Regions from separate parts of the Mus musculus genome. Here region 1 is linked to region 2. A link is a contact called in public HiChIP or PLAC-seq data. All regions are on one chromosome and are shown on one strand. The core of a region is the stretch at or near the end of the contact, and the rest is flanking DNA. Distances in the headings are between cores, read along the strand shown. Region 1 overlaps Plekha1 (pleckstrin homology domain containing, family A (phosphoinositide binding specific) member 1). Region 2 holds the start of Btbd16 (BTB (POZ) domain containing 16).

Region 1 (2,720 bases), core at 10-2,509, 110 kb before region 2:
CAAAAAACCTGCCACTCTTGGCATAACTTGTGGTTTGAGCAAAATCTCACATGCTTTTATTTCTGACAAGAAGGGCACAGACATCTGCTACAAACTAAGAAGCCAGGAATCAGCACAGCTGATAGCTGATCCAGGGCTCCAGGACAGTCTGAGTCCTATCTCCTCAAGTACGAATCAATCACCTTTCCCAGAGAAACAGCGACAGTGAGAAGAAGTGGACACAGTATTCCTCTCTATCACCATCTTCGGATTTCCAAAGAGCGTGAATTACTGGAAAGAGGTGCGTATAACACGCAGGAAAGAGGGCAGATCGGGAAAGGAAGAGAGAGCGTTGACTACTACAAACACAAAGTCAGGACCCGTCAGGCTGCCAAGCCTTTTAAGCGAGAGTCTCATAGTGTCAGAGGCTGGTCTGGTTCCTGCCTTTTCATCTGAGTACTTTTTTTTTTTTTTTTGGTTTTGGTTTTTTCGAGACAGGGTTTCTCTGTATAGCCCTGGCTGTCCAGTCTGTAGACCAGGCTGGCCTCGAACTCAGAAATTCGCCTGCCTCTGCCTCCTGAGTGCTGGGATTAAAGGCGTGCGCCACCACGCCCGGCCTGAGTACATTTTTATCGGACTCCTTTTTACTATTAATTCTCTCATGGTCCATAAATGGCTGTGGCTCAGGTGTGGCCACGTTAGGCCCTTTCTCACATCCCCCATTTTCTCTTCCTCAATTAATTAATTAAATTTTGAGAAAGTGGCTCAGTATGTAGCCCAGGCTGGCCTGGGACCTGCCACCCTCTTGAGTGCTGAGACTGAAGGTTTATAAGTAAGACTGTCACACAGCTTTCTCTGTTACCATTTTTAGCTTCTGCTGATTCCCCTTTTGTTTCTTTTTAAATTTTTTTTCCTCCTGAGTTTTACATTACTTGTTTCTTTTTCTGTCTGATAACTCTCCTCAGACACTAAGTAACCTGGCCCATCTGTTACTATCTTAAAAGAAGACTAAAAGGCTGGTTGTCCCACTTGGGTTGTGGGGTTGCGACCTTGCACAGCTCACTCACTGTCAGCAAGCTCTCCTAGTGGAAATATCCAGATGTCAGCATCTTGAGATGGCTCTACCCACCCATCACTGGCAGCAGCTGGCTGCAGGTTCCCTGGGGCTGCACGGACTGGGCTGCATTCAGTATTCAGATTCTCCTTTAATCCTCCTTTCCAGTTTCGTGCCTCATTCCTTCCCTTCTCTGGGATTAGTGTTAGTTTCTATTTCGGGAGACACCACACATCCCATTCCCTGCTGGGCTGGGGGAAGGGTGGCTGCCCACATGAGCCAGATGGAGACAGAGACTAGAGGCTATTTGTTGTTGCTGTTGTTCTAAAGACATCTGAACAAAGAACCTGTTCTTAGTCCCCCCTCACTGTAGCTTCCCCCAGTCCCTGAAACAAGCCCCATTACCTAAGCCTATTAGAGAAAGGTGGGACAGGACACTGAAATGGCTAGCTCTTCATTGGTCTTTCTCTGCTCTGCAAACTTGGCTACCATTCCTCCGTTTGCTTCCATATTTATACACTGGGTATCACCTGCTCAAATCCCCTCCCATTATCAAAGGTAAGGTTGGAGTATTTCTCGTTCCCACTGTATCTAGGTAATTAGAGATATGCTGCCACTTAGAATGACTATCAAACCATCAGAAGGACTAACAAGAAGCTCATCTTACTCTTTGACATCAACTAAAATCACTGTTCTAACTAGGCCCAATGACTATGGATGGTGAGTTTATACTATTCTCTCGAACTATCAAAGTTCTCTGTTAGTTGATGGGCCCTGACATCTTTCAATCACAAGGTTCTGAAGCATTCTCTTATTTAGTAACTGTAATTCTAATCTGCAGAGAATGTCTAATTTTCACAAGAGTTTCTTTGTAGGCCTCTTGAGTTGCTAACTTCAGTCTGTTCACAACAGCTTCCCTTATTGGATACATGTGGCTGCCATCAGATACTGCTCTAAACATCAACCTGCAGGACAAAGTCACTCTTACACACTGAAGAGAGCAAAGAACTTAAACATTAACATTAATTCTGCCCCCAAAGTACCTTTTTCTTTAAACTTCAATGGTCCCTTTTTATACCAATTGGTCAATCTTAACTTCTGTCCCTTCTATCACTATAACGTAGAGAGAGAGAGGATGGCAATCTTGTTTGACCTACCACTGATTCTCTTAACACACTCTAAATTTCTCCATTTATTAATGCCCATTAATTGTAAAAGCCAAGAGGTCTCACTGTGCCAGGGAGTATGTCCACGCTCCCTGGACCCTTCTCTTGCTCCATGTTTTAGTTACTGCCTCACTGCAACAACAAAATATCTGACAAAGCAATTTAAAGAAGGAAGGGTTTACTCTGGCTTTGAATACCGGGTGACACTGTCCATCACAGCAGGGAAGGAAGGCATGGTACCCGGAAGAGGAGGTGGTGGGCCACACTGCGTATGCAGTCAGGAAGCAGAGAATGATGACTGACATGTAATAGACTACCCACATTAGGATGATCTTCCCACCTCTGTTACAGAGTTGTTTTCATGGTGGTTCCATCCACTTGACAATCAAGATTAAGTATCACACCCCAGGATCCTGTTCCACACTGTTTCTCTTCTTCCCCGACCCCTTCTACTTTCTTTACCTCTACTTTCCACATATATAAAAAACTAAACTAAACTAAACACCACTTCTGGGCATATG
Region 2 (2,700 bases), core at 19-2,518:
CACACACACACACACACACACACACACACTGCCCCCTCCACACACACATACTTTTGTTCATGGCTGGAATCATAGCTGCTTCTCTGACCTGTTTTTCACACAGAAGTCAGAGGGACCCTGCACCTCTCCAGCTAAAACCCTTGGCCAACTTTCCACATATGAGCTCTGCATCTTCATCGTGGCCCAGAAGCTTCTAAGGAGAGAGGAGTGGGTTCCAGGCAGACTTCATACAGAGCTGGTCAGCATATGAAGAAATGTTCCTGCCAGGGCCCTCCATAGAAAAAAAGGTCATTTCAGTTCAGAGGTGGCTGCCTAGCTCCTCTTTCTTTCTTTTCTTTCTTTCTTTCTTTCTTTCTTTCTTTCTTTCTTTCTTTCTTTCTTTCTTTCTTTCTTTCTTTCTTTCTTTCTTTCTTTCTTTCTTTCCTTCCTTCCTTCCTTTCTTTCCTTTCTTTCTTTCTTTCTTTCCTTTCTTTCTTTCTTTCCTTTCTTTCCTTTCTTTCTTTCTTTCTTTCCTTTCTTTCTTTCTTTCCTTTCTTCCTTTTTTTCTGAGACAGGGTTTCTCTATGTAGAGAAGAACTCACTTTGTAGACCAGGCTGGCCTCGAACTCAGAAATCCACCTGCCTCTGCCTCCCGAGTGCTGGGATTAAAGGCCTACGCCACCATGCCTGGCTCTAGCTCCTGTTTCTTTTACACAAGAGTCTTCCTGGCTGACCTTGAACCCCAGGAGTATCTTAGTAGCACTGAAATGTATTTTTATTTTTGTCTCACTGGGAGCTGTGCCCTCTGTGGGCTTTAGTTGTTGCTCCCTTGGTCCTCTGGTGAGGAAGCTGTCTGTGACCCTCCTTCAGCTCCCAGCCAGGAACCTCTGAAATGCCTCCTTGCCCTGGTGGAGCTATGTGCAAACAGCTCCCATCACTGGGTGACCCCTTGGTCTCGGCTGTGGATGAGGTACCAGTCCCACTTACAGTTCTGCAGTCCTGCTGCCCACGGGGACGGTCACAGAGGTTGAGAGTGAAGCAGAGGGGTGCTGGTTGCACTGGTCTCGGAACCAAGGGAGAGTTGGAGGCTGGGCACCTTCTGAGCCTGAATCTTGAACGCTCTCATGACACCTGGGGCTCACCCCTTCTCCTACGGCGATGCTTTGCTGGGGGAGCCTGCCTTTGGCTTCCTGGGGGTAGTTGTGGGTACCATGGCAACAGCAGTCAGATTCTAAGGACTTCCTGTTCCGGGTTCTGGTGTTATCTCAGCTTGAGGCTTCAGGCTTTCTGCTGAGGGGTGACAGGGCTATCAGAAAACAGTTTGTCACTAGCATAACCATGCCTGGCTGCCAAAATATTTTCGCAACAAAAGTAATTTGAATTCCATGTCCAAAATTAGCCTTAATTAATTCTACATTAATATTTTTTGTGTGTGTGTATCCCCTCCCCCATTCCTGTGCCTTATTGATAATGTGTCTTATTGATAACTGTGTCTCTTGATGTGGGAGAAAGTGGTGGGTAGTGTAGCCAGCCCTCTGACAGACATTAGGGTCTCAAAGTGCAAACCTGCAACTGGGCTATGTTCCTTTGCAGGGGAGCGAGCTACACACACACACTTGGAGAGCCTTTGCCGCACTTCCCATACCACCAGATACACACTGTCTGCTCTCCAACCTGGAGTCTGGTCTGTCGCTTCCCTCCTAGCCCAGTGCCACGATGATGGCGTGATAGTGTGTGTGGAAGGAGGTGCCTCAGCGAAAGCTCTGAAGTACAGGTCTGCCCTGTTACTTCTGCCCTTCCCTTTACCTCAGACTTCCCCTATGTAAACTTTCTCTCCAATAGAGGCTTAACACAGGATTTGAATTAAGGTGTTTGAAATACAAGAACCTGACCCTCCTGATATCATACCTGCCCTCTGGATACTATTTCTGGTACTACTGGGGCTACTGGCTAAAAGACAACCCCTGAGCGCCTCCTATTGGCCACACTGGGAAAGTGTCCCAGGGAGCCACAGTCCTTACCACCCCTGAGCCCAACATTTGACCTTGATTGTATTGATCCCTTTCTGAAGCCTTTGGTTTAGAAGCCTTCAGCTCCCCGCTAGATTGCGCCATGGATCGCTCCAGAGCTGAGCTGTAAGCCAAAGTCAAATGCACAGAAATGGAAACTTTCTTGAATCGCTGGAGTTAGCATGGACTTCATGTGGCCTTGGCCACAAGCAATGTCACAGGAAGTCTAGCTGCTTTCCCTGCAAGTTCTACCTGGTGGCATCCACTTGCTGGCGATGTTGTCCACCCACCCCTATGGGAGGGAAACAGAAGGGTGGGAGGCAGAGCCACCATGCCAGCCTTAGGCCAATGTTCAGGGGGCTGCTTTCTGCCCCACCTGGTGTGTTCTGGATCCTGAGGGACTGGCTTCTGACAGCACCTGCTTAGTCTCCCAGAGGGAGAAGGTGAGCAAGTTCCTACAGGGAACAGAGCAGCTCCTCTGATGGCGAGGCCGTGTGTGCATGCTCAGGCAAAGATACATTTCCAGAAATGTGCTGTGAGGCCACAGTGAGTACTGAGTGTGGTTGGCAAAGGACTTCCCCATATAGAGCCAGCTTATGAAGACAGAGAGGTGGCTGTTCATGTGAGTGAACACACACACACACACACACACACACACACACACACACACACACACACAACTAGACTGTGGAGAGGGAAGTGTAGCCCAGTC

Evidence for each region. HiChIP or PLAC-seq counts read pairs in DNA pulled down with a chosen protein or histone mark.
Region 1: an H3K27ac HiChIP or PLAC-seq map of epiblast stem cells shows a contact between it and region 2, with 2.7 times the contacts expected there. The contact joins the enhancer-like site here to the promoter of Btbd16 in region 2. A contact is called at or near these places in 13 of 39 promoter capture datasets (3T3-L1-derived adipocytes, cancer-associated fibroblasts, cranial neural crest and 8 more), 3 of 15 datasets of contacts at CTCF or cohesin (CD8 T cells, the NIH/3T3 cell line and pro-B cells), 8 of 484 Hi-C or Micro-C datasets (the AML12 cell line, the C2C12 cell line, the NIH/3T3 cell line and 4 more), 9 of 115 datasets of contacts at active chromatin or transcription factors (Th17 cells, bone marrow-derived dendritic cells, embryonic stem cells and 4 more) and 4 of 9 other capture datasets (adipose tissue, embryonic stem cells, liver and 1 more).

Annotation. Positions count from the first base shown.
Region 1 is chr7:130,886,705-130,889,424 of GRCm38.p6, reverse strand. The region is part of intron 4 of Plekha1 (pleckstrin homology domain containing, family A (phosphoinositide binding specific) member 1); the gene reads right to left. Among named protein-coding and RNA genes, the nearest start is that of Gm5602, 14 kb to the right of the region's middle. Within about 2 kb of position 1,259, at least 50 of the 459 cell types and tissues checked have an H3K27ac peak or open chromatin away from gene starts, as enhancers often do. A contact at or near this core is called in epiblast stem cells, hippocampal neurons and neural stem cells, where this site is marked.
Region 2 is chr7:130,772,637-130,775,336 of GRCm38.p6, reverse strand. It overlaps Btbd16 (BTB (POZ) domain containing 16), which reads right to left and starts at 1,268. Exons shown (of 16, transcript NM_001081038.2): 1 at 967-1,268.